Linked DNA regions of Sus scrofa: region 2 is linked to region 1. The links are chromatin contacts, called in public Hi-C maps. All regions are on one chromosome and are shown on one strand. Each heading gives the region's core, a stretch centred on a gene start, on an enhancer-like site or on the middle of the called end of the contact. The rest is flanking DNA. Distances are from core to core; before and after follow the strand shown. Region 1 overlaps UBR4 (E3 ubiquitin-protein ligase UBR4). Region 2 holds the start of MRTO4 (MRT4 homolog, ribosome maturation factor).

What was found. Hi-C and Micro-C count contacts between places; a contact is called where the count stands out from the background.
Region 2: a Hi-C map of fetal liver shows a contact between it and region 1, with 1.6 times the contacts expected there. The contact joins the promoter of MRTO4 here to the enhancer-like site in region 1. A contact is called at or near these places in 1 of 5 promoter capture datasets (liver), 4 of 47 Hi-C or Micro-C datasets (embryonic fibroblasts, fetal liver and skeletal muscle) and 1 of 2 datasets of contacts at active chromatin or transcription factors (alveolar macrophages).

What each region holds. Positions count from the first base shown.
Region 1 is chr6:77,658,758-77,661,673 of Sscrofa11.1, reverse strand. It overlaps UBR4 (E3 ubiquitin-protein ligase UBR4), which reads left to right. Exons shown (of 108, transcript XM_021095464.1): 33 at 234-422; 34 at 816-879; 35 at 2,290-2,481. Among named protein-coding and RNA genes, the nearest start is that of UBR4, 48 kb to the left of the region's middle. Within about 2 kb of position 1,358, at least 2 of the 83 cell types and tissues checked have an H3K27ac peak or open chromatin away from gene starts, as enhancers often do. A contact at or near this core is called in fetal liver, where this site is marked.
Region 2 is chr6:77,746,153-77,749,143 of Sscrofa11.1, reverse strand. It overlaps MRTO4 (MRT4 homolog, ribosome maturation factor), which reads right to left and starts at 1,345. Exons shown (of 8, transcript NM_001243715.1): 1 at 1,275-1,345. The coding sequence starts at 1,302. It also overlaps EMC1.

The DNA.
Region 1 (2,916 bases), core at 109-2,608:
CTAGTAGAGCTCCTAGATCTTCCTATGGAAAAACTTGTGTGTGACTTGGCCTGTCATTTGTAACATGGGTGAATGTCTTGTGCTGTAGTAGCCCAAGTCCACGCCTGGCCCTAGTATGTATAATCATGCATTTAATGTTTAAACTTCTCTCAATTATTCTTACAAATTTAGAGGTATGAAGTCAGGTTCCTGCTGATTACTTACTTATCAATTTGCTGTTTCTTTTTTACTAGCCAAGTTGGGGAAGGTGTGTGTGCCGTGCTGTTGGGCACCCTGATCCCCATGGCAACAGAGATGCTGGCCAACGGTGATGGGACTGGTTTCCCTGAACTCATGGTTGTGATGGCTACCCTAGCCAGTGCAGGTCAAGGTGCTGGCCATCTTCAGCTCCATAATGCTGCTGTGGACTGGCTGAGTAGATGGTAAGAGGATGAAATTGGAGGAACCCAACCTGTAGGTTACAACATTAGAGAAAAAGGGGATAATTAGTTGCAGATTATTTTCTTTGTAGCGCAGAGTGAGTATAAAAGAAACTCAAACCTCCGCCTTTTTATTGGGGATTGAGGGAGTAGCCAACAACCACTCACTTTAGACTTGATCTTCATTATTAGTAGCATTTCCTTGAGGTCCTGGGGAAAGCATACCACCTGTCACTGATAGGAGCAGAGCCCCCAGATCTCTGATCACCTACATAATTTTCTAAGAATGCCTTTAGTTCACACTGTCCACAGACTGATGCAAGATTTGTAGAGAAACTTTCTTTGGTTCCTTAGATGATTTTGTGTCGTTCCCCCCCCCCTTTTTTTTCTGGACAGCAAGAAATACCTGTCACAGAAGAATGTGGTTGAAAAACTGAATGCTAATGTGATGCATGGAAAGGTAAGAAGAGTGAAGAGTGACAGCAGTCAGGGAGTGATGATTCTTATCTTTGTGGCCAGGTGGGAGTGTCTTTCCCATTGGCTTCTGTCCCTGGCTAGCCTGCAGAGGATAAGGCCTATAATCTCACAGGCCTCGAGGTGTGTAATTGCTAACTACATGCCCTTAAGCCTCTTCTGGGTGGCAAGGAGTGATAGAAAGGAATTATTCTGGTAAACAAACATCCAGCAATATCCTTCTTGAAACAGTGAATTATTGGTATTTTTAGATGTGGGTGTGCTCTGGAAAATGCCCCCTGCATTGGAAGTGTGTGCTCTGAGTGTTATATGGGGTTACAGTCTACCTCCTTAGCTCTAGACCTGTTGCTGAGAAAAAAGTTTGAAACTGGCAGAGATCTTGCATTCCGGCATTTTCTTCCTTCACTCATGAACCTGACAGTGGCTGAGAGCAGATAACAGGCCTCTGACCCACCACAACGCCTTTCATCTCTCCCTCCTTTCTTGCTAATCCTTATCCTTTCCACACTGAACTATCAGAGTGCAGACTGAAGGAACTTGCACATCGGAGGCTTTGATGCCAAACTGTTGGGTTTTTTAAGCAAGTGGAAAGATCTGCAGTGGTTTGCTGGAAAATTTTTCACTTCATCTCTGAAGCTGTTTTTCCTGTGCTGCATTAATTAAAAACCCAATATGCCTTTCACTAATGGTTAAAAAATGCTAATGGCAGAAAAGAAAGCCAATGAGAGCTTACTTATACTTTTAATATAGTCTTTTTTTTTTTAACTAAGGTATAATTCAGAGGATGTTACGTTAGTTTCAGGTGTACGACATAATGATTTGGTGTTTGTATATATTGCAAAGTGGTCATAATAAGTCTAGTTAATATCCATCACCATACATAGTGGAAATATTTTTTTTCGTGTGATGGCTGAAGACTTCCTCTCTTAGCAGCATGCACATATGCACTATAGTCACCCTGCTTGACAGTAGATCCCCATGACTTATGTTATAACTGAAAGTTTGTACCTTTTGACCTTCCCTTCACTCCTTTTGCCCATCCTCCCACCCCTGCCTCTGGCACCACCAATATATTCTCTGTACCAACCTAGTTTTTTCTTGAACAGTTTTTGTTTCCACTTTAATTTTATTTTCCCGAGTTTAATTGTGTTTCATTTTACAAGATTTTAAAAGTGTTACCTTTTTGCTTAAGAACGAATGAATTTATTGACCAACTACATGTAGTCATAATAGTGTTAAGAGCTGAGGGAATAGATAATTAACACGTTTTTCTTCTTTGCTTTTTATACCATTTCTTTGATCTTGAGCTTTATTGGAAAAAGCTTGAAAAACAGTTTACATAATAATTAAAATATGGAGGCAGCAGTTTCCACGGTGTGGTGGTCTTCTCTTTTAGCATGTGATAGTCCTGGAGTGCACCTGCCATATTATGTCTTACTTGGCCGATGTCACCAATGCCCTGAGCCAGAGTAATGGTCAAGGCCCAAGTCACCTCTCGGTGGATGGGGAAGAGCGGGCCATTGAGGTGGACTCAGATTGGGTGGAAGAGCTGGCGGTGGAAGAGGAAGACTCCCAGGCTGAGGATTCGGTAAGTGAAGTAAGCACCACGATCACGGCCGAGTGGCACCTGCAGAGCTCATGCTAACAAGCCCTTGGCCCTTTTTTCTAGCCCCTGTGAGTTTTCGAACTTTCCCAGTCCTTGCTGCTTTCTCACAGCTTCCATGACTAATACCAGACTGGTTTTCCTGGCCTGCAGAGCAGGTTGTAGGGATCTGATCTCTTAGGGGGAAGGACTCTTTAATAAGCACGTACCTTTTTCCATCTAGAGTCACTTGCCTTGAATTTCCTTGGTATTTGCATCCAAAATGGAGTTTCAGAGATGAGTTGTTCATGGGCATGGTGTGAGCTTCCTTGTGGAGAAAGCACAAGATTTATTCTTAACCACAAAACTTTAAGTCTCACTTGGAATTGAAGCATATTTATAGCTTGCAGGCTGTTTCTGATTGGAGTAGGTTTCTACTGG
Region 2 (2,991 bases), core at 96-2,595, 87 kb before region 1:
TTTTTATTTGATTTTTTTGGAACACATGGAGGTTCTCAGGCTAGGGGTCAAAGTGGAGCTGCAGCTGCCGGCCTTCGCCACAGCCACAACACCAGATCCAAGCCCTGTCTTCGACCTACACCACAGCTCACAACAACGCCGGATAGTTAGCCCACTGAGTGAGGGCAGGGATTGAACCCGCATCCTTGTGGATACTAGTTGGGTTTGTGACCCGCTGAGCCACAGTGGGAAGGCCAAGAGTCATCTTTTTAAGAAGTGTAGTTACACCCCATCATTCCTCCGCTCAGGCTCTTGTCTCCCATTTGACACAGGTGTGAAAGCTGATTCCTTGTAAAGGCCTTTCAAGCCCTGTACACTCGCCCAATTCTCTCTTCCTCCTTTTAGCTCACTCTGCTCCAGCCACACTGGCCTCTAGACCTTAGAACACGTTAAACACGCTCCCACCTCAGGGCCTTTGCACTTCGTGTTCCTTCTCCTTGGAACACCATCCTCGCAGGTAAACTCCACGGGTTGCTTATTTCTTTTCTTTGGGTTTCTGCTCATCTGTTCCCTCAACAGAGACCTTCTCTGGTCACATTGTACAAAAGAGTATCAACCTCTCTTTATCTTACTTTTACTCTACAAAACTCATTACAACTTAAATTTATTGATCCGGTTTTTGGTCTTTTGGGAGGTTATGCTTCCCTTAACTAAAACGTTAAGCTGGCTGAAGGCTCTAGGCCTTCCTTGTAACTGCTGTATCTTCCAACGCCTAGAGAGTACAAGGCTCTAATTTGTTGAACGAATATGCTAGACAGCCAAGGTGAAAAAGACGCACCACGACAAAGGAAGGTGTCCTACAGACTGCCATCTGAGAAAGGCAGCCGCACAAAGAACGGCACACAAGCCTGCCAGGCAGAAGCAACTTCAAGCACATACAAGCGACCAGGGTTGGGGGGGAGCGCGGAGGGCTTAAGAGAGATGGGCTGCAGTAGAAGCGAGATCGGGTGGTGCCCGGGTGTTCAGAGGCTGTTTCCCGGCCAGTCGGCCTTGGAAAAGCTCTCAAGGCCAGGCAAAGCAGTCTCAGCTCCCTGCCTAGACCAGGCTCCAGCCTCCTCCGAAGCTTCCCATGCTCCCGCCGCCCGGAAGCCCCCATCCATCCCAGCTCGCAGCGAGCCAGCGGAGTTCCTTGCGGGCCTCCCGGCGTCCCTCTCCGTCCCCCCCACCAAAGCCCCCATTGTAGCTGACAGCCAGCCTACGAATTCCCCACCGTTCCCAACGCCCCTTTTGCCCACCTTTCTTGTCGCGCTTGGATTTGGGCATCGCGTCGCAGCCACGTGCGGCGGAAGGCGGTGCTGCCTGCTAGGACCCCGGTGGCGCGGGGGCCTCTGGGATGGCCTTCGGGGGCTGCCCTCGCGCGTGCCTGAACCAATCTGCGCGGCGGCCCGCCTCTCCCTGCCGCCTGCACGCTTTCCTGTGTTTCCAAGGCGACTTCTCACGCAGGTTGGGGATCCCCGAGTCCCGAGCGTCCCACCAAAGGCTGTGCTTGCGGCCCCAACTCTATGGTTCCTCGGGGGCCTGCGGACCGGTGCATGCCGGGCCGGCGGTGGGCGGGGCCCGGGCTCCTATCATGGCGGCGGCGGTGGCGGCGGCTGCTTCCCGATTCTGGCTGTGGGCCGCCCTGCTTATCCCTGCGGCCGCGGTCTACGAAGACCAAGTGGGCAAGTTTGACTGGTGCGTACGTGGGGGGCCTACTTGGAGGTGTGGGGCTATTTGCATACCTGTCTTCTGTCTAAAAGGAGGGCAGTAGCATGCAGCAGGGCCAGCTACATAACTTTGGGGCCCAGTGCAGAATGAAATGTAGCACCTCTTGTTCAAAGATTAAGCGTTTTAAGGTGGCGACGGCAGAGCATTAAACCAAGAGTTGGAGACCTTTCTGTGCCAGTCCCTGTGCGACGGTACAGGTCACTAGCCCGTGAAGTGAGCTCTGCCATCCGGGTATGCTTGGGGTTCTGGTCAGAGGTCACTCTTCTCCTCCCCCATCAGGCCTCATTTCTGTGACTGTCAGGTTTCTGATTTACTGGGTTTCACACGAAGACAGCCCACCCTTCTAGCTCAACTCTTCCACGGGCTCAGAACAGGACCGCCCAAGACTCACATCAGCTAGGTGTCATTCATTCGCTCTCTTACTGGCTTACTCACCCATTTACTCTTCCTTCATTCACTCATTCGCTCATTTTCATTCATTCACTTACTCTTCATTTATTCATTCATTCACTCACTCGCTCACTCACTGACCCAGCCACCCATCCCTTCCTTAACCCCACGGAGTTTGCTCACTTCTGCGTGAATGTCAGTTTGCTACTGAAGGCTGTACAGTCTTAGGAAAATGACTTAACCATTCTGTGTCTCAGTTTCTTTATCTGTAAAATGGGTTTGCTAGTTTCCTAACAATTACCTTCTGCAATAGTTGTGAGGATGAATAAGATAATTCCTTTAAAGTACTCTCAGCAGAGTGCCTGGCTCATTGAGTACAAACAGTATGTTCCCAATTATTATTATCATTATTATTAAGGGGACACTTTAATCCTTCTGATTACTCCTTCGTGGCTCTTCTTTGAAGTCTTTTCTGGACCAATTGATTTGCATATTTATTGAGTGCCTGTATGGGCCAATGGTTGTCCTAGACGTTGTGGCTACAGAGACGGAAAGGAGCTCAGTCTAGGGGGCCAGGTATATAAGTATGTGATATAAGACAGTGTGTCAAATGCAACATAAATCACATATTTAATGATGTGAGCAGATGCTCACAATATAATATGTATGGTTGACTCCTGAAGAACACAGGGGTTGGGGGGGGCAGACACCCTCTGCAGTCAAAAATTTAGCATAGCTTTTAGTCAGCCCTCTGGATTCATGGTTCCACATTTAAAGATTCAGCCAACTACAGATTGTGTAGTAGTGTAGTATTTAGAAAACCACCAGGGTAAAAGTGGGTCTGTGCAGTTCAAG